Regions from separate parts of the Mus musculus genome. Here regions 1, 2, 3, 4, 5 and 7 are each linked to region 6. Evidence: chromatin contacts called from public HiChIP or PLAC-seq, capture Hi-C and promoter capture Hi-C data. All regions are on one chromosome and are shown on one strand. Each heading gives the region's core, a stretch centred on a gene start, on an enhancer-like site or on the middle of the called end of the contact. The rest is flanking DNA. Distances are from core to core; before and after follow the strand shown.

The links. Promoter capture Hi-C pulls out the DNA fragments that hold promoters and counts their contacts. HiChIP or PLAC-seq counts read pairs in DNA pulled down with a chosen protein or histone mark. Capture Hi-C pulls out chosen DNA fragments and counts their contacts.
Region 1: a contact with region 6 is called in a promoter capture Hi-C map of liver, with 2.4 times the contacts expected there. The contact joins the promoter of Mlf2 here to the promoter of Tuba3a in region 6. A contact is called at or near these places in 3 of 39 promoter capture datasets (liver and pre-B cells), 3 of 115 datasets of contacts at active chromatin or transcription factors (bone marrow-derived macrophages, microglia and pancreatic cancer cells) and 1 of 9 other capture datasets (pancreatic islet).
Region 2: a promoter capture Hi-C map of liver shows a contact between it and region 6. The contact joins the promoter of Cops7a here to the promoter of Tuba3a in region 6. A contact is called at or near these places in 3 of 39 promoter capture datasets (cranial neural crest, liver and pre-B cells), 1 of 115 datasets of contacts at active chromatin or transcription factors (pancreatic cancer cells) and 1 of 9 other capture datasets (pancreatic islet).
Region 3: an HNF4G HiChIP or PLAC-seq map of pancreatic cancer cells shows a contact between it and region 6. The contact joins the enhancer-like site here to the promoter of Tuba3a in region 6. A contact is called at or near these places in 1 of 39 promoter capture datasets (macrophages), 1 of 484 Hi-C or Micro-C datasets (bone marrow-derived macrophages), 4 of 115 datasets of contacts at active chromatin or transcription factors (the NIH/3T3 cell line, embryonic stem cells and pancreatic cancer cells) and 1 of 9 other capture datasets (macrophages).
Region 4: a contact with region 6 is called in a promoter capture Hi-C map of liver. The contact joins the promoter of Vwf here to the promoter of Tuba3a in region 6. A contact is called at or near these places in 1 of 39 promoter capture datasets (macrophages), 1 of 115 datasets of contacts at active chromatin or transcription factors (pancreatic cancer cells) and 3 of 9 other capture datasets (adipose tissue, liver and macrophages).
Region 5: a contact with region 6 is called in a promoter capture Hi-C map of pre-B cells, with 2.7 times the contacts expected there. The contact joins the promoter of Pianp here to the promoter of Tuba3a in region 6. A contact is called at or near these places in 4 of 39 promoter capture datasets (cranial neural crest, liver and pre-B cells), 1 of 484 Hi-C or Micro-C datasets (embryonic stem cells), 3 of 115 datasets of contacts at active chromatin or transcription factors (bone marrow-derived macrophages, microglia and pancreatic cancer cells) and 1 of 9 other capture datasets (liver).
Region 7: a capture Hi-C map of embryonic stem cells shows a contact between it and region 6, with 4 times the contacts expected there. The contact joins the promoter of Ano2 here to the promoter of Tuba3a in region 6. A contact is called at or near these places in 7 of 39 promoter capture datasets (the 3T3-L1 cell line, embryonic stem cells, hematopoietic stem and progenitor cells and 3 more) and 1 of 9 other capture datasets (embryonic stem cells).

Annotation. Positions count from the first base shown.
Region 1 is chr6:124,930,049-124,932,748 of GRCm38.p6, forward strand. Mlf2 (myeloid leukemia factor 2) reads left to right here and starts at 1,340. Exons shown (of 9, transcript NM_001170341.1): 1 at 1,340-1,538; 2 at 2,051-2,128; 3 at 2,363-2,489. The coding sequence starts at 2,079.
Region 2 is chr6:124,964,077-124,966,776 of GRCm38.p6, forward strand. Cops7a (COP9 signalosome subunit 7A) reads right to left here and starts at 1,436. Exons shown (of 8, transcript NM_001355542.2): 1 at 1,326-1,436; 2 at 648-852. The coding sequence starts at 809. Gm23851 (a small nuclear RNA gene) reads left to right here and starts at 207; the gene lies at 207-311.
Region 3 is chr6:125,572,061-125,574,760 of GRCm38.p6, forward strand. The region is part of intron 6 of Vwf (Von Willebrand factor); the gene reads left to right. Among named protein-coding and RNA genes, the nearest start is that of Vwf, 20 kb to the left of the region's middle. Within about 2 kb of position 1,326, at least 343 of the 459 cell types and tissues checked have an H3K27ac peak or open chromatin away from gene starts, as enhancers often do. A contact at or near this core is called in bone marrow-derived macrophages, embryonic stem cells, macrophages and 1 more, where this site is marked.
Region 4 is chr6:125,551,527-125,554,226 of GRCm38.p6, forward strand. It overlaps Vwf (Von Willebrand factor), which reads left to right and starts at 1,422. Exons shown (of 52, transcript NM_011708.4): 1 at 1,422-1,673.
Region 5 is chr6:124,995,345-124,998,044 of GRCm38.p6, forward strand. It overlaps Pianp (PILR alpha associated neural protein), which reads left to right and starts at 1,376. Exons shown (of 6, transcript NM_175696.4): 1 at 1,376-1,595. It also overlaps a transcript of Cops7a not described here.
Region 6 is chr6:125,284,703-125,287,402 of GRCm38.p6, forward strand. It overlaps Tuba3a (tubulin, alpha 3A), which reads right to left and starts at 1,379. Exons shown (of 5, transcript NM_009446.3): 1 at 1,266-1,379. The coding sequence starts at 1,268.
Region 7 is chr6:125,689,329-125,692,028 of GRCm38.p6, forward strand. Ano2 (anoctamin 2) reads left to right here and starts at 1,291. Exons shown (of 25, transcript NM_001364562.1): 1 at 1,291-1,416. The coding sequence starts at 1,395.

The DNA of each region.
Region 1 (2,700 bases), core at 90-2,589, 350 kb before region 6:
GCATTTAAAGAAGGTCTTATATATCAAATATCAATGAAAAACACATTTTCTCCTTTTTTTTTTTTTTTTTGGCTTCACTTTGCCAATCTGTCAGCTTACGTTAACTATATCACTGTTTCTTCTCTTAGCACTATTTTTTTCCCACTAGCAATGATCAAATCGAAAGAAGCTGAGAGTCTCTGCTCCCAATCTTTTCCTGAGTAACCACTGACCCTTTTCCCTCAGGGAGTTGGTTAGAATAAACCTTTCTCTTCAGATCAGGTTCCACACGGTACCAATGTGGCTGACAGCCAGAGTAAAGAACTTGGGACAGTTTTGAGTTTGGATCTCTGTGGGTCAAAGTCTACCCAATACAGTTCAAATCCTCTGACCCAAAGGGGAGGGCTCTTCTCTCCAGCTCAGCCAGATTTTGTGCAAGACAATTAGTATGTCAAAATACCAGTCTCTGGCTTTGGAGTCAGCCCTCTTGGGCTTACTTTTTAGCTCCACCCCTGGGTGATTCTGCTTAATTTAGCTCTCCACCCCTTTATTCTTCTAAACTTTAGTCCCTTGACCTATCTACCTGCTCAGAACAAAGAAAGTTTTAAAGACCTACGACCTAAAGGAACTGGACTATAGCTTAGTGGTAGGGCATGTGCTTGGTATGCCCAAGGTCCTGAGTTGGGTCCTGAGCACTAAAACCAAAACCAAAAAACGACAACAAAAAGCAAACAGACTTCAGAACTAACGCCTTTGCCCAGGCCAACCCTTCACAGACAGGTCCTGGAGTGGTCCAGAAGCCTAAGCCAACACCGAGTCCTAAGGAGCTAAGGATCCAGCCCGGCCCAGGATCGCCCTCTGGCGGCCAAACTCCCAACCTGGATTCCCTTCCCTGGTTGGCCTTTTCCAAGGCTTAACTAGACCTGAGCTAAATTGTCACCTCCTTCTCTGCGTCACTCGGAGGACACCGCCCGCCCGAGCGTCTCTCCAGAGGGACAGGCCCACGCGCTCCCCTGGTTAAGCGCCCCTCCTGCAGTGTGTTTAAAGGTCCCCGCAGGGATCCGCCCCACCGATCGCCCCCAGACAGCCCGCCTCTCCCCCCCCCCCCCCGCAAAAAAGGTGCGGCACACCCTGCCCCCACGTTGCGCTCAGCCGGTCCCTCCCGATTCCGCTCCGCCCCCCCCCACCTTTGCAGGAGCCTCTTCCTGTCCCCAGATCCCCGAGCCAGCTTAATGACACCTCCCACCCGCCCCAGAGGACCCGCCCTCCGGGGCTCCACGGCGCGCGCGCCGCCCTCCCTCCCAAGCAGGTGGGCGGAGCTCCCGCAGCCCGCCCCCGGGGCCGTCCGTCGTGACGTCACTTCCGTTCGGGCCTGACCGAAGATCGGCTTCTCGGGCCGAGGGCGGGGGTACGGAGGTGGCAGGCGAAGGCAGGAGGCGGTGCGGGAGGCGAGAAGCTGCCGCGCGGACCAATCCTTGCGTCCCGGGCCGCGACCCTGCTCCTGCAGCGCCCCGAGGAGAGGCCGGCCGGATGGGCCGCTGAGCCGGAGTCGGGGACCGGTGAGGCCAGGGCGCCGCGGCCCGCACGGCTGCAGGGATGCGATCCCGGGAGTGGACCTTCCTCTCCGGCTCGCCCGGCGGGAGGCACGGGCTGGGGCAGTGGCGGCCCGGATCGGTGGGCAGTGAGGCCTGCCCGGGGAGGCCTGGTAGCGCCCAGTGCCAGCAGAAGGCGGAGTAGTTGGGGGTCATTAATGGGGTGGCGGGCCGCCGTTCGAGATTCTCATCGAGTCTGGCGTCGGAGGAGGAGCTGACCGTGGCTCGGGGAAGAGAGGATGGCGGGCGGGGGTGGAGGGGCACCACTAAGAGGCTTGGGAAAAATTCCATGACCGGCTTGGAGAGCTGCTGGCTCTCAGGTCTCATAGGTTATATGGCTCACCTGGCGAAGGATCTTCCCTGGAGTTTGGAGGGGTCAGTGATAGTGTATGCAAGAGGCAGCCTTAAGAGTAGCAACACTGAGCTGGTGTGCATAAGCCTGGCCGCCTGCAGGAAACACAGCCTCCGTATCTTCACAGTGTGGAGCCCCCTGGAGCTGAGATCACGATGTTCCGCTTCATGAGGGACGTGGAGCCTGAGGATCCCATGTTCCTGATGTGAGAATTCCCTCCCCCTCGCGCCCTCAGCCCATTCGGATTCAGGTCTGAGCAGTTCAGGCAGACCTTTGAGTTGGTTCCCTTGGCTGGAACCAGTTAGAATTAGCTGGATACTCAGCTGCCGCTCTCAGAGGGAAGCCGGCATCCGTGCCACTGTGTACCCTGACTTCATTTCGGGGAGGTGAAGAAGGCTGGGGGTTAATCTGCCTTCTATAGTGTATGCTCACTCCGCAGGGACCCCTTCGCAATTCACCGTCAGCACATGAGCCGCATGTTGTCAGGCGGCTTTGGATATAGCCCCTTCCTGAGCATCACAGATGGTAACATGCCAGCAACCAGGCCTGCCAGCCGCAGGATGCAGGTAACAGTTGGAACATATCGAGACCTGGGGTGATTAGTTAAGTATGCTGCAGTTCTTGCCCTACAACCAGCTTTAAAGGGACATGACCTGCGTGGGAGGCAGACGAGTGGGGTCAGGAGTCTGGGAAAGGGGCTGTGTGACTCCTGTGGAAAGAAGGAAGGGGGGAACGGAGGCACTGACCTCCTTTGGTACATACAGTTGGTAGGGTGTA
Region 2 (2,700 bases), core at 186-2,685, 320 kb before region 6:
AAGAGGCAGAGGATCTCTGAGTTGAAGGCCAGCCTGGTCGACAGAGAGAGTTCCAGAACACAGTTATAGTACATAGAGAAACCCTGTCCTGAAAAAAAAAAAAAAAAAAAAACCAACACAAAAAGATATCATACTGGTGGACAAGCTGGAGTTTATCAGTGGTATTCTTAATGACTTGTTCTTTTGCTTCAAAATTAAAGATTTCTGCTTGCTTCAGCAACACATATACTAAAACTGGAACGATCCCGAGAAGATTAGCATGGCCCCTGAGCAAAGACGACACTCCAATTTGTAAAGCGTTCCATATTTTTAAATAACAAAAAAAATTATGCATGAGACATAGGCAGGGATTTCCCACACATTCAAGGCCACCTTAGACCATAGTTACTAGTTTAGGGCAGCCAGGACTACACAGTGAAATCCTGACTCAAAGTGTGGGTACAGAGGGAGGGAGCACTAAGTTTACAGACCCTTTATCTGTAAGATAATGAAGACCTTTATTTGATTGATTTATTTTTCCATGTTGAGAGCTAATTATCGGTACCCCGATCACCTGAGTGGTTACTGGGTACAAAAAACGAGCCCAGCACTCAAGAGTTAACTTTGGTCCCAACGTTCTTTGGGGACTACCCAGGCAAGCAACACACCTCTCTAACATTAGGCATATCCAGCAGTTCCCCAAACACGTAGACACCAGGGGCCTCCAGCACCTGGTGGATGAGTGTGGCCAGTGCCGCCCCCTTAGCCGACTTGGCAAGGAGCAGAAACTGCTCTTGGTTCTGCCCTGTCACCTTCACCTCCGCACTCATGGCTGCGCCGAGGTGCGGGGCTCTGGCCTCAAGATTTCTGGAGCTGCAAGGAAAGAGGAACGTGAAACTAAAGGTCCCTGGACCCTGCGAGGGTGGTCAGCTCGAAGGGACGGGAGCTGCACGCTCAAGAGGGACCCCGCCACATCCGCAGTGAGTAAGTGGGGTCCTGAGGTCTAAAAGGCAACTCGAGGGCTCCTCCAAGCCAGCCCCATCCTGGCTGCCACGCCCACCCGCTCCGTCATCCCGGGCCCAGTCCCAAGCCCCACCACGTGCACCCCATTGAGTTCCAAGACTGATGAACCAGGGAAGGGAGAGATAGCACATGGTGTCTACCGGACGACGACGAACCCCCACTTCGGGACGCGAGTCGTGCACGTGGCCGCCCCCACGTGACCTCACCTCCTCGCGCCTGACTCGCGGCTCCACCCCCTCCCTTAAAGAGGCAGCCCCGGGACCGGCCGGGGTCTGCGCCCAAGGCCAGGTCGTACCCCCGGACCGACTGCAACCGACGGCTACCTGGAAGCCTCGTCTCCCAGCGCACGGGGCGGGGCGGCCGCTCCGTCACCTCCGGCAGCGGCTCCCAAGCCTTTCCTGCCACCTCCCCGCAGGGCCGCTCTAGCCGCTCGCTTCTATGGCCAGCTTCCGGCCGTACTTCCGCTCTCGGGAGGCGGGTTCCGGGCGGCTCCGGCCTGCTTCCGTTTCCGGACCGCGGGAGGCGCGAGAGCGGCGCCCATCTTCCGCTCTGTCCGTGCATCTTTATGGGTGCGAGAGCGGTGAATGCAGGGTGCGGAGAGGACCTCGGCTCTGCGGAGGTCCGGGGGAGCGACCCTCCCGGGAGCTGCAGGACAAGGCAGGATGGCGGCCCCGAGTTCCTGCGGCGACGTGAGCGTTAGCGGAAGGCGAGAATTCGCAGAAAGAAAAAATAAGGGAGAAAGGAGAGAAACGAGGCTATAAATAGTCCAACAACTTATCCACTCTTTTTAAAGAGCAGAAGAAAAGTTTAAAGGGTAAGGGGGCAGGAAGTGGTAACACATGCCCCCACCCCACCCCCCGGCGTATTGGAGGTAGAGGTAGGGGAGAATCAGGAGTTCAAAACCAGCCTCAGCTCCATCGCAGATTCCAAGCCAGTTTGAGCAACATGAGAACCGGTCTCAATAAGAAAGAAAACAAACCCCCGAGTGATTAAGGGGGAAAAGGAAGTGTATTGGTTAGGCTTTTGAGGTTTTCTTCCCATAGAAGTTTCAGATCGCATGACCAGACTTTTGGCCATGGTTACTACAAATAAATATTGAGTCATTTTTTTAGTCTTTGGATCCCAAATTAGCAAGGAGAAAAGTGTGAGTGGAACCAAGGCAGATGAGGAAATTTAAAAGTTAAAGGATTCAGCCGGGCACTTGTAATCCCAGCATCCAGGAGGCTGAGGCAGGAGGATTGCTATATGTTGGGAGGTTATCCCGGGCTACAGTGTGAGAGACCCTATCTCCCAAATATCATGGTGGTACACACCTTTAATTAGGTGGATTTCTGAGTTGGATCATCCGCCACTAAATAGACCAGGTTTCAAAATGAAACAAAACAAAAATCCTTACAGAAACCATATAAGGAGGAAATTAAGGTAAAGCCAGGTTTACTGTTAGATGATTTGTAATCCTATCACTCAGTAGGCTGAGGCAGGAGAATTGGACCTTCAAGGGCTGAGTTCTGGAACTAACCTGTAGGACAAAGAAATATGGATAGGGTCCAAGTGCATACCTGTCTGATTCCGTCGCTTCCTTCGAGGGATGGTGGTGCATGCTTGTGGTCTAGCACTTGGGAGGCTAAGTCAGGAGTATCTTAGGCCCAAAGGCCATGTGAGCTGCATAGTTCCAGGCTGAGAGTGGGAGAGAGAGAA
Region 3 (2,700 bases), core at 76-2,575, 290 kb after region 6:
TGCAATGGTGTCAGCGTTTGGATGCTGATTATGGGGTGGATCCCTGGCTATGGCAGTCTCTACATGGTCCATCCTTTCATCTCAGCTCCAAACTCCGTCTCTGTAACTCCTTCCATGGGTGTTTTGTTCCCAAATCTAAGGAGGGGCATAGTGTCCACACTTCAGTCTTCATTCTCCTTGAGTTTCATGTGTTTAGCAAATTATATCTTATATCTTGGGTATCCTAGGTTTGGGGCTAATATCCACTTATCAGTGAACACATACGGCCTCAACTCTTAAGCACACAACTTCCAACTTGTAAACAAAAGACATCCCAAAAGCCATTTTTTTGCCCTTGTGCTTCCAGTGACTCAGCGGCGCAAGGCCCGCTGGGTAGTTGCCTGGCACGTGGCCACGGTTGCTAACAAGGGCAGACTTAAGCTCCAGACTGAGCGCCAAGAGGCCCGTGCTTTGTGCAGAAGGGGGATTTCCTCTTTCCCAGGGCTTGAGATAGCTGACATTTGTCCTTTTAAAGACAAACCGTTGAGATTCTCTCCCCCATAGTTGGGTGCGCTGGTCAGTTTTTTTTCAGCTTGACACAAACTAGAGTCACCTAGAAAAGGGAACCTCAGATGAGGAATTGCCTCCGTCACATCAGCCTGTGGGTTTGGAAAATGAGATGTCCAGAGCACATCCAAATAGGCAAGTGAGACAGGCATGCCCTTCCTCTAGAGATGCTTGACCAACAGACAGATTTCAAAAGAAATCCATCCAAGGTACTGTGCACGAGAGACTTTTCTCACTTCCCCCTTTGGGTTTCTAAATTAGAGTTCTGTGTTTGGTTGGTGGCATTCCCTCTCCCTCCCTTCAAGGCGAGGCTGAGAGCAACAGGTCCCGCCGAGCATATTTTGTTTTGTTTGGCTTTGCAAACACAGGCTGCAAACAGCAAGGGCTTGGCAGATGCTGCCCACCCTCAGAGTATCAAGGAACAAACCCTTTGATGTGGCGTTAGTGGGAGGTACAGACAGACTTTTTCTGGAGAGAACCTGATACTGAGGGTGAGTTGAGGAGGGAAAGACTGGGTGCTTTGTTCAAGGAAGACAAAGCACGGATGCAGCTTTGCTAAGTCTGCGGGGACACATTTTAAGGCTCCAGCTGTATGTCCCTACTCACTTTGTCTCCCGGGTGCTTTAACCAGCATCCTGGGAACAGCTGAAGAACGTGGTTCTTGGTTCGGGACTGAGGCTCCAAACACACCTCCCTGAGGCACGAACTCCTTCAAGTCCAGCACTCACAGTTCAGAGTTTCAGTTTGTTTACCTAGAGAACTGTATTCTGCCCTTAGCCAATCAGATCGTGTTTGCTCACAGCCGGGATCCCTCATTGGCTGGGATGCGCAGTGACTCATCTCCTGGGAGGTGATTAATGTGGCCTCTTGTAAGTTTTTGCTCCCGCTGGGCCCCACGCTTAGATATTGGGTCTGCTAACTGGGAGTCTTTTAGCAGCGGGGTTTTGGATTCAGGAGCCAGTTGGAATGGTTGAGCGTTCTCAGGGAGGCTGCACTAGTGTACAACTGCTTTGGTTAGCTGTCAGAACCAGTCACCTCTCTTTTCTCCTGATTTTTGTAGCTCTTTCAGGGAGCCTGGTCATAATTCTTATACCTTGGGGAGGAACGTTTGCCTGTTGTACCAACAGACCCACAGCCTCTCTCTGCTGGGACCGATAATGGCTTGTTGGATCTCATCGTTTGCAGTTTTAGTTTTGTTTTTGTTTTCCAGCTGAGCCTGGAGCCCAAGCCATAAATGTCCAGATTAAGTGATGCTCATCTGCTCACAGCTACCACACAACACATGCTTTTTAGAGAGATCCTTAGCCTTTCTCTTTTTGTAAAATGAAGTCTGGGGAGCATGGGGGAAGGGCTGAACTTCACAAAGGGATAGTAGCTTTGGTCCTGTGTCCTGCCTGTAATTTGAAGCCGAAAGCCCCATAGGGTTGCTGTTAGCCCACAGAGTGGTCATTCTAGCTATGGAAAAAGACACTCCTTTCCCAAGGCAATCTCCTGTCACTGATGGAAACCTACCACAGTGAACACAACCACTGCACGTCCCACGATATACAGATCTGCGGGTGATGCTAAGGCCCACTATGTAAGTGTCAGCCACTTGGCACATCACCGTTGGTCATAGTGTAGCCTGTCACCGCACTTGGTGACTTTGGACTAGCCTGGGAGTCACCGAAGCCATTATCACCACTCTCAGGTCACATTCCCCAGTGTGACAAGATTGGCTCCTGCCTTTGCTACTGCTGTCAAGAGCATGAGGACACGTCCATGCTTGGCACCAAGAGATCTCTCCCTGTAATTCCTAAGAGTTTGTCTTCACGATGACCAACTGCCAAGTTACTGGGAATCCCAAGTGTTCAGTTACTGGGAATCCCAAGTGTGGTTGCTGCTAATTTTTACTTGAGCCACAGCAGGGGAGTAATCCAGTGGTAGCAGCATCGTCAGATGAGTCAGGATTGGGAGAAATGGATTTTCATCAACGTTAGGAATCCCAGGCTCACAAACACTGAAGCACTGGATGAGATTCTCAAAGTTACCTCTACATCCCCCTACCCCCTGCGGGAAGGTGCTCTGTGAACAACAGCCAGATGGGCTGGATGTGTTCTGATCTTGGCTTTAAGAGTCAAGGCCTTAGAATAGGCTTGCTAGGCTCTTTCTGGC
Region 4 (2,700 bases), core at 172-2,671, 270 kb after region 6:
AAGACATCTGAGAGGAGGGGACCTCAATTAAGAAAATGCTTCCACAATTTGAGTCTGTGTACAGCCTGTAGGACATTTTCTTAATTAGTGGTTGATGGGGGAGGGCCCAGCTCATCGGAAATGGTGCTGAACTGGTGGTCCTGCAAGAAAGCATTGTGAGAAAGCCTGTATGCAGAACCCTTCCATGGCCTCTGCATCAGTTCCTGCCTCCACATTTCTGTCTTGTTCCTGTCCTGACTTCCTTTGGTGATAAACTGTGATACAGAAGCCAAATAAACACTTTCCTCCCCAACGTGCTTGTTGGTCACGGTGATGGTGTTTCATTGCAGCAATAGAAACCTTAACTAAGACAGTGGAAACGGGAACGGGAGAGTGTGAGGTGTGTGTGAAGGGGGCATAGCAGTTCTTCAGAGGCTTGGCGGAATGGTGTAGTGAGAAGCAGTGAAGTAGGCCACTCCTAGACACTCTGCGGGGGCTGCCCAGCTGAGTGCCGGCAATCCCACAGACAAGGTCCTGCCTCACTTCGCTTTCCTACATTGTACCTGGTTTCTTTTTGAACAGGAATTAGTGTGTCCCATCTGGCTGAGACCTGGGCTTTTGGGAATAGGAGGTTGGGAGGCAGGGGCAGAGAGAGTATGTGTGTGCAGATTTACGCTAGTGTGCGTGGAGGTGTGGTGGGAACTCGGGGATGTAGCTCAGTGGAAGATTGTTTATCACGTGCAGGTCTTGGGTTCTATGCCTTAGCAAAGAGCAGGTGTGTACGTGTGAGTCTTTGAAGGGGGAGTATTAGAATGGAACCATCATTTCCACCCCCACTCCCCCAGTTCCCAAAGACTTAGACTGTGACCAGTGCTTTCATTTTTGTTGCTGTTTGTTTTGAGAGAGGCTCTCTCTCTCTCTCTCTAGTCCTTGCTGTCCTGGAGCTTGCTAAGTAGACCAGGCTGGCTCAAACCTCATAGAGACCTTCCTGCCTCTGTCTCCAGGCATGTGCTACCATGTACATAAAACACTGGCTAAGATACAAACAGGCTAGGTTTTTGTGAGGTCTAGCCTGGACGGTTCATACCTGTGGGTGACGGGGCAGGAAGTGCTAACATACTTCTTCCTCTCACCTTGCTGCTAAGTTGGCTAGGTTAGAAGAGTTTTTCAAAACCTCTGGAAATTGGAACCAGAAGCCACGTTGATGTAAGCCTGGTTCTCTCTCCTAGCCTGGACCAGGCTGTCATGGGAAACCTACTGTCCCTGGTCCTGGCTGCCTAAAGGGGCACTCAGGGTGTCTCGGGGACCAAACTGAGCTGTGGTGGTGTTTGGGGAGCAGATTCCAGGAGCTCTCCCTCCTGGCTTTTCAAGCCTTATCAGCCTGGAAGGGCTCGACTACTGCTTCCTGCCATTGTTTCCCGCTGGTAATTAAGAGAAGGCCAGGGCTCTGTGGTGGCAACTTGGAGCTATTGCAGGCAGAGGAATGGGCTGGGGCACAGCTTGGGTTTTCTCTCCCTGGCTCTGAGGACTTTGAAGCCCCTGGACAACTTGACAGCAGGTCGGCTCAGAGTCTGAGCAGATCCATCCAGCAGTTGCGCAGGAAAATGGCTTAGGAGTGAGAGGTGGCACCACTGAGTAGCGGCTGGGTTTCCTCAAGGGACCTTGGAGATACAGCCCCTGTTTGTATGGGCAAGGTATGATGGTTTTGGATGGAGATCTGGCTTAGCTGAGGGGTGGGGGAAGGTACAGGGCTGATCCCTGCCCCTGAGGATCTGGCTGCGGATCCTATAACAGAAGGGATTTGTCTGGAGGAGTGATTCAAAGCTACCTGGATCCTATGGTCCCTCTGCTGTTGCTGCTGGGTCCTGCTTTTCTTTCTGAAGAGGCTTTCTGGCCTGGCAGAATTGTATTCAGATGAGATTGGTAGGTCCCTTCCTTCCCTTCTTGAGTATGTGCTTGGAGCCCCTGATATACCTGTGTGCTGGGAGGGCAGTGGAGAGGGACACTTGCTTTGTGACCCAGTCTTGGCCATGTCCGGTTCACACTCATAAGAGGCTGGATTTACCCCTCTTCATTCGTCTGAATGGGCATTATGTAAGAAGGGTTGTACCCACTATGCCCTAGGTGGCACCTTCTGTATGTCCTGTAACATTCTCCAGAAGAGAGGGGTGGCAGCAGGGGCTTTGAGAGTCGCGGGGTGGGTGAGTGTGCTTAGCCAGCCAGGATTGAGTGGGCAGTGGGGTGAGGCACATTGTAAAGAAATGTTCTCAGGTCCAGGGCTGTTAAATTCCTGTCCCCTTGTCAAGGCCATTCAGCAAACATTTACAGAGCATTCCTGGGTGCTGAGTATCCTTGCAGGTCCCAGGGATGTTGGTGAGAAGGACAGTCCCTGCTCTAAAGGTACTCACGGTCCAGGGCAGGTGACTAACAAGTTCTCAGTGGTGGCCTTGACTGGTCTCTGAGTCTGGGTTCTGATGGCAACAACAAAAGCCAGCCCCTTCTCCTAGTTGGTTGCTATGTGTGATGGTGGAATGGCACCTTTGTTCCAGATGCTGCAGGACTGTGGGGTCATGGGATGCTAGGCTAACATCAAGGGCAGGAGAATAGAACCAGAACTTTCCCACCCCATGGTACCATTGTCTGGAGAAGGTCTCGGCAGTGTGGCTCACTGGGATTGTCACTCTTAAGCCTGGCTCTGCTGTGGGAGGGTTTTGGGGACTA
Region 5 (2,700 bases), core at 126-2,625, 290 kb before region 6:
GACATTTACAGAGTGTTTAAGCCCTGGGACTGGATGAGATCACTGGACAAAGAATGTGGAAAGAAAAGAAGGCCAAGGACTAAGCCCTAGGAGCGCCAACATGTCGAGGTCAGAACCGAGGAAGACAGTAAAGAACAGCCAGAGGGTTGGAGGGGAGCCAGGAAAGTGTGGTTTCCTAGAAGTTTGGGGCGCAGGGTTGGGGGGGGTCATGCAGGGAGAAGGGTTAGGTATGAATGGGTAGGGTCAAAGGAATTTTAAAAAAGATTTATTTATTTATTATATGTAAGTACACTGTAGCTGTCTTTAGACACTCCAGAAGAGGGAGTCAGATCTCGTTACTGATGGTTGTGAGCCACCATGTGGTTGCTGGGATTTGAACTCAGGACCTTTGGAAGCATAGTAGTCAGTGCTCTTAACCACTAAGCCATCTCCCCAGCCCCAGAATTCTCTTTATTACATCTAATTAGTGTATGTGTCACACCACTTGTTCAGGGGTCTGGTGACAACTTTCCTTCCACCATGTGGGTCCTGGGGATAGAACCCAGGTAGTCAGGCTTGGTGGCAAGCACCTTTGTCCCCTGAGCCATCTCCACGGCCCAGGTCAAGGGAGTTTTAAGAGATTAGAAAAGGGCACTCAGAAGCCTGAATCTAAGTGAGCCCGTGTAGACCATTTGGGAACAGACAAGGAGAAACTTCTAGAGGGAACAGCAGGGTGCAAAGCCCCGAGGCAGGCTTCTAGTGCCTCTGGTCTAGGAATATTCCCCAACTGCACTAAGGCTGTGCCGAAGAAATCCTTAGGAAAGAAAGCTGGAGATACCCAGAGGCAGGAATCTACGGGGGCCTCCTTGTGAGCCATAGTGAGTGTTGGATATTCTGAGTCTCGGAAAAGCTAAGTATAGCAAATGGTCTTGAACCATTTAAGGACTGTTTGGGTTGCTTCAGGGAGAATGAATTATAAGAAGGATCATAGTGAAATGAGGAATTAATCTGCTGGGGGCACTCCAATTTGCGTATGCAGTCTTCTCTCCCACCCCTCTTTGGTCCTCTCACCCACGGTCTTGAGCTGCCTTTCCACCTTTGCCAGAGTTGGGGACTCAAATGTATGGATGACTCAGAATCTCAGACTGCTTGGGGGTCAGAAATCATGAGGTCTGTGAAGCTGCGCTTAGGTAGAGGGGAAGCTTACCATCACTACCCAAAGGAGGTTGCGTCCCCCCAACCCCCTCCATCCCTGCTCCTCTTCCCAACCTTGCACCTGGACAAAAGCTGAGCTCGCAGCGTAGCAAACGAAGGGTTAAGTCGTGCGTGGCCTACAGACGTGAGAAGGAGAGGCGGAGACCAAGTGGTCCTAGTCGCCCGCCGAACCCAGCCGAGCCCGGCCGAGCCCAGCCGAGCCCAGCCGAAGCGAGCGTCTCCCGCCGCCGCCGCCGCCGCCGCCGCCCCGCGCCCCGGGCGCCCGCCCCCCTCCGGCTCCAGCTCCTCGCTGCCAGCCAAACCTCCCGACCATGCCCGGCGCCCCACCCGTTTCTGCGACCCCCCAGCCCCGCGTAGCTCCGAGCGCCTGCAGTCGTCGCGCCGCCACACCAGGCATGCAGGTGAGCGAGGGGGACCCAAAGCCCCTACCCGTAGGGAGCAGACTCTGCCCTCCCAGTGCCAGCTCCGCGTCCTTCGCCCCCCGCCCCTCCTGGCGCGGTCTCCAGCCGCCTCCAGTCTCCCAGAGCTCCTTTCCACAGTGCCCTCCATCCCTCCGCTGTCCTGACTCCATCCTACCCTCTTGGTGCAGCAGTCAACGTCTCCGCGCCTGCCACCATCCCGCCTTTAGCTCATCCTGCAGCTTCGGGCATCCTCCTGCCTCAGGTCCCCTTTCCGCTCTGGGTGCTCCCTCCAAATCCCTTGGCCGATCGTTTCCTTATTTTTCCCGGTTCGCACCGCTTTCCAACCCTATCCAGGGAGCGCAGGCCTGTGGGATTGGCGGGATTGGGGGGCTCTGCTAGAGATGGGGCCCGGTTCCCCCACCCCACCCCCAGTTCGTCTTCTGCGCACAACAGGTCGGTGAGGAGCGCGAAGGGGGTGGGGTGGCGCACCAGCTTGGGGACTGCGGACTTCCTGGAGGGGGTGACAGAGGGGTACGGGGTGTGTGAAGGGGCTGGAGTTGACATTGGTGGTGGTGGTGGGTTGTAGCCAACGAAGGGGCAGGTATGCCCTGGAGTAGCGGGCCACTGGTGTCGCCGAGTCCTTATTCGCTCCACTGGTTCGGCTACCATTTCTTTCCTCCCGTTTCTAACCTCCTCCCACTAAGCCCCCCGGCCTCTTTCCTTTCCCTTCTCTTTCACCTGGCCTCCAGCTCTGTCTCCATATCTCTTTCAATTTCAAGAAACAATTCCTAACTCCTCCATCTTTGCTGTTCTGTCCACCCCCCACCTCCGGTCCCCGTCCCTTCCTTTTTTGATTTTGCCTTCAACACCGTGTTCTAATCTGTCTCAATGACTCTCTCCCCGTCTCTGATCTCCACCGTCCTTTTCTCTTCCACTCTCTTTGCTTCTGCCCTGACCAGACCCCTCCATCCTCCTGCCTGATGCCTGTTTTCTTTTCCCTCCCTGCCGTCTTCTCTCTTCAGCATCCTTGGCCAATCTCCTGTAGCCCCTCTTTCCTCCCCATCTCCTCCCTTCCCAGCTGCTGTCTGTCCGTCTTCTCACTCTT
Region 6 (2,700 bases), core at 129-2,628:
ATCAAGCTCGGTGTGGGGGGGTCCATGACAGTAGCCAGCTCAATGAGGAGCTGAGGTAATAAGAGGCGTTTGAGGCCAGCTCAGATGACGAGAGCCCATCAGAGAAACAAAGACAAGTTCTGGCTGTTTAGACCCAGATCGTATGTGAACACAAGTATCTAAGAAGTCCTCTGCCTGGGGCCGGAGAGTTTGTGTGGTGGGTAGGAGAGCTGTCTTGCAGAGGATCAGGGCTCAGTTATCAGGCTCGCCACGGCCTGACTCCAGCTCCTGGGTCTTCCACACCCTCTTCTGGCCTCTCTGGGAAACTGCACTCAGGAGCACATACTTTGCAGAGACATACATGCACAGCGATTTCAAAGAAAAAAAAATCTAATAAATTAGGTTCTCAGCCTTATTTTATTCTTCCCTTAGGACAAGTTTTTGTAGTCCATGCTAGCTTCAAATGTACTCAGACTAATCTTGAAATCCAAATGTCCTGCTTGGGACTGTGGCATGCGCCAGCACACACCTCAAATGTACTTTCTAATACCAACAATGGATCCCACTTATAAACCATGAAATAAGAAAAACAGCAGTAGCCACAAAACTTATATAAAAGTTCTTTGGCAAGCTTGGTGGAGCTGGTGGCCTGTGATCTTGACGGAGTGGAGGCAGAGAGGGCAGGCCTACCAGGGGCTCTACGGCATTTCCCAATCATAGTAAGCTCGAGACCCGAGCACAGGCTCTTTGGACTCAGTAACTTTCACTTTCCTAGGTGGACGAACATTAGACCAGAAAGCCTGGTGGCTTCTAGGATCTTCTGGAACCCAAGCCATCACTGGTTCTCGCACTCAAGGCCACTGGTACCAGTAAACAAAACAAAAGTTCCCTCTCCAGAAACCTATCTGCCACCTTCTTTTGTTGCTTTTTTTCTTAAGGCTGGAGGCCCACGAGACTGAGGCTGGCCGCGAACTCTTGCGCCTCTTTCATCAGCCTCCGCGGGGCTGGGACTCCGGGCTGGAACTGCATCCCAGCATCCTGGAGCTTCACAGGTGCTAAGAAGCCGAGCATCTCATTCACACGCACTTGCATGGTGAGGAGTCTAGAGGAGACTGCGGGCTCCTGGGCTGCTCTGCCAACGCCCACCCTCACAGGAGCTGGGGTTGCGAGGAAGCCCTAGCCTCAGAGGAGACGGAGGTCAACCTCCCGTGGGGCCGACCCCCCCAGAGGCCCCGAGGCCAACCACCCCGGCCTGGGACTGCTCCCACCACCCCGGCCGCTCTCACCATGCTGAACTCCGGAGACCCGCTCAGACGCCGCCTCGGCCGTTCCTCACCACTGGTCCTCAACCGCCTCTGGTCTGCGCGCTCAACAGTCCAGGACGGATGTGGAGTCCAGGCCGGGGCTCATTGGCCCAGAGCGCCTTAGGGGCGGCCTTAGGCTCCACATCCCACTAATGATTGGATGTGGCTCAAGTTGCAGTGCTGGCACTTTCTGATTGGATGTGGCTTTGGCGGGAAGGCTCTGGAGTGGCTGGAGGGGGACAAGCATTGAGGAGCATCTGAAAATGGGGGGTGGGGGGAGGTGTGTCTGCGCGTCCCCGACATCCAACTTAGCATGGAACAAGTGGGGCGCTCAGGTCTTGCTTATCTGCGTATGTTATCTGCGCATCGGCGATGGAGGGATGCCCTAGCAGCCCTGCACACTATCCGTACCTCTGTCCTCGCCTTTCCTCCTTTCGCCTCACCTCACACAGCCTTACCTCACTTGGGGCAGAAAAGCTGTTCAGCCTCCCTCGCTTTGGAGGCCACCAGGTCGTGCTTCTCCAGAGACCATCTGCCAAGTCTTGCGTTGGGACCCAGAGCTGTTTTGGAAGTCTGTGTGAGCAGTTGCCTATTCCGACATTATTTACTCGGAGAAGGTTTTGAAAGGATTTGGGTATGCAGCCCTGGCTGGCCTCCAAAGCTTGTAGCCCGGGCTGGCAGAAGTTGAAACTCTGTCTCAGGCTACCTCAGAGCTGGGGCTATAGATGTGTGCCATGCCTGGTGGCAACCAGACCTTCAATCTGCAATTTGGAGGAAACATAAATTAGTCAACATACCTATCTTTCCTCAGGATATCGAACTGCACATAATGAATTGTAGGCTGTGCCATGGTGTTTTTGTTTGTTTGTTTGTTTGGGCAGAGTCTCATGTATCCCACCCTGGTCTTGATTTCCCCTGTAATCAAGAATGGATTTGATCCTTCTGACCCTCTAATCTCCACCCTCTGAGTCCTGGGACTGCGGATCTGCATCACAAGCTGGGGACACACTCATGGCTTCAGAGATGCTTAGCCAGCACTCTACCAAACCCAGCTACAACTCTAATCCCCAGTGCTGTGTTTACAAGAAACATTTTTTTCTGATTATGAGATTAACACATTCAGAGTAGAACATGTGGGAAAGGCAGCAATAAAATAGAACACCAACAACCACGCATGTCTCTAGAGAAACACATTTCAGCTGTCTTTCATCCTGGCGTGCATACATTTATGACTTGTTTTATAACTAGAATCAAACATGATTTTTTTTTAAAAAAATTCTGCAATAAACATTTTTTGGAACAGAATCTTCTTGATGCAGTCTTATTGTTGGGGATCTGATTTGGTCGCTAGGCATTTGAAACCCAGGAAATTTATATCCATATCCCGTGAATGAATATATTCCTTCATGTATGCCAG
Region 7 (2,700 bases), core at 41-2,540, 400 kb after region 6:
CAGCAGCAGCAGCAGCAACAACAACAACAACCACCACAACAAAACAAACAACAGAAAAGTAACTAGGGTAGCCCTTAAACATGTTTTAGGGGGTGTCATGGAAAAACTCCTTGTGGGAGGATGGAAGAGGGATGGATAGCAGGCGAGTGCCTTTTTAGTAATTTAGGAGTGGAGATGACATGGAGAAGGGTCCCTGGAAGCAGGAAGCAGGTGAAGGAAGGAGAACGAAGGGAAAAAGAGGGAGATGCGAAACTGCAAGGTGTTCTGAGCTGGGACACCAGAGCAGGCAGCCCGCTTTGGAACCTGGGGCACACAGACTGTGGACGCTTCATGTGTGAAATGGATAAATGGAAGTCACTGCCTCATAGACTGGAGGCTGAGACTGAAGTATGAATGCTGGGCAAAGCAAAGCACTTGAGAGACTCCCGAAGTCAAGAGGTTTAGATAGACACCAGCCATTAATCCTCGAGGCTGGACCACGATGCTTTCTGTTTTCTTTCCATTTGGTTGGGTTTCTGCCACTGTCTTCTGTAAAACAGGGGACAGACATCTCTCAGATTCAGCGATCACAAACAGCGTACTTGATGCTGATGTAATGCTTTCCCACCGAGGAGGAGGCATAACATCAAGGAGCGTCATTTGCTTCTGGCATCTTGGAATGTAGCTCACATCCTGGAAATGGCCCTTTGGAGGCTTTCTCTTCACCCCTCCTCTGTCCATGGTCAGGTCCCTAAGCCACTCTAGGAAAGCACACACCACTCTTGTCTCACAGCTTTTAAATTCTAGGCACACTCCTCACTGCCCTAGAGTCTCCTGGGGAAGCTCAAATTAACACATGCCCTCTCCCCTCTGCCCCTTGTCCTTGTGTACACTCGGGGCTGCATGTTTCCCCCCACCCCCTCCAGACCGGAGTAGCCTCATCTTGCTGTTTAAGTCCCTACTACTACTCAGGGCTATAGCCGGCAGACTGGTGCCACAGGAAGGAGGCTTCGCTGGGGACTGGAAACTAATCAGCCAGGCAGTTCATGAGATAATCCGGCTGAATTATCACAGGCGAGCCCGGCTGTGTGGCGCTCACTCAGGCTCCTGAGTGGAGTGGAGGAGCGCCAGCAGCATTTACTCCCTGGCCCGCAGCCCATGCATGACCCCAGCGTGTCTCTGGCTGCACCTGAGAAAGGGATCCTTTCTGGAAGTTGGGCTAGTCTCTGCGAAGGAGGAGCGCAGGGAACTGCCCAGGGAGAGGGATGGATTGGAGGAGGTGGCAGCCGCTGGCGAGGGGCGGGCACGTCCAGACAGAGCTGAGCCGCGATGGAATTAACTCCCTGGCAGCCACATAAGCCTATCCAGAGTGGAGCGAGGGCAGCCAAGGGGCTTGGCATCTGGGGACCAGCACCATGGCGGCCCCTGGGCTGCGAGGTAAGTTTCCCCTCCCCAGGACCCTGGCTCTCAGCATCCCACTAATTGAAGGAAGATGTGGAAGAGAAGGGATTCTAACACCTGTTCTTTGGGATGAGTGACGTCAAGTGGACTTCCCTGAGGTAGGGAAGGTGAGGGTGCCTGAGTAATTCTCTAAAGTCTTATTTTTATTTACATATTTTATCAAGGAGGGGACAAGTGGCAGAGGGCTGGTGTCCCCTCTCAGTGGCTGGTCACCAGTTCTACTTTGCTTCTCCTTGCTACATATAATCTGAGGGTAAGTAAGACCGTAGCCAGGTTGATCTGACAGTGCACTGAGGACACAGCATCCCTGTGGCCTCTGACACGAGCCACTTTCCTTGGGTGCAGGCAAGTACAGGTATGACATTTTCACAAGTGTTTTTTTTAGAAGAAAGGCAGACTGAGGTAAGGTTTGGGGGCACCAAGGATGTTATTTTACTGTGCCTTGAAAATCAGATCTATTGGGAGCTTGTCTTTGCTTGGGGTGGGAGTTGCTGGCTATTTTGTTGTTGGAGTTGGAATGAGAGGTGCCTGTGGCTTGGGAGTGAACAAGGTGAAGGGATTTGCAGGCAAGTGTTAGTCATAGTCCTACAAACAGATATTTCCAGGGATTATGTGGGCCCTGGCCAGGGAGGGAGGTCCTACTGAGGATGGTCAGACGTTAGCCCACAGGCAAGTGGCAGGTGGTAGGAGAATCTTAGACAAGATGTGTGTATGAGTATGTACATATGTGTATATGTGTACACATGTGAGTATATGTGTTTATGTTCTTGTGTATGAGTATGTATGTATATGTGTGTATGAGTATGTGTGTATATGACTGTGTGTATAAGTATGTATATGTGTGTGTATGAGTGTGTATATGTATGTGTGTATATGTATGTGTGTATATATAAGTGTGTGTATGTATATGTGTGAATGAGTGTGTGTGTGAGTGAATGAGTGTGTATGTATTAGAGTTGTAGAAACTGTTTCTTAAGATGACAGTGACACTCTTTGATCCCTTCACCTGTCTGAATTTTGAGACCTGACACCAGTCCCCTCAAGGAACCTCAGGGTCACTCTGCACCAGCTGCTAGACATCAAGGGCCCATGTGGTTCTGTTACTGTTCTGCCAGGCACTGCCATGCTGGTCTCTGAAGCCCCAGGAAGGCCCTGTTCAGCAGCCTCTTCTGTCCCCTGGTTGCCTCTATGTGTCTTAGCACCACAGTGGTAGCTGATTGAAGAGGTTGAACGGGGGTTGGGGGTGGGTTCCAGACACCA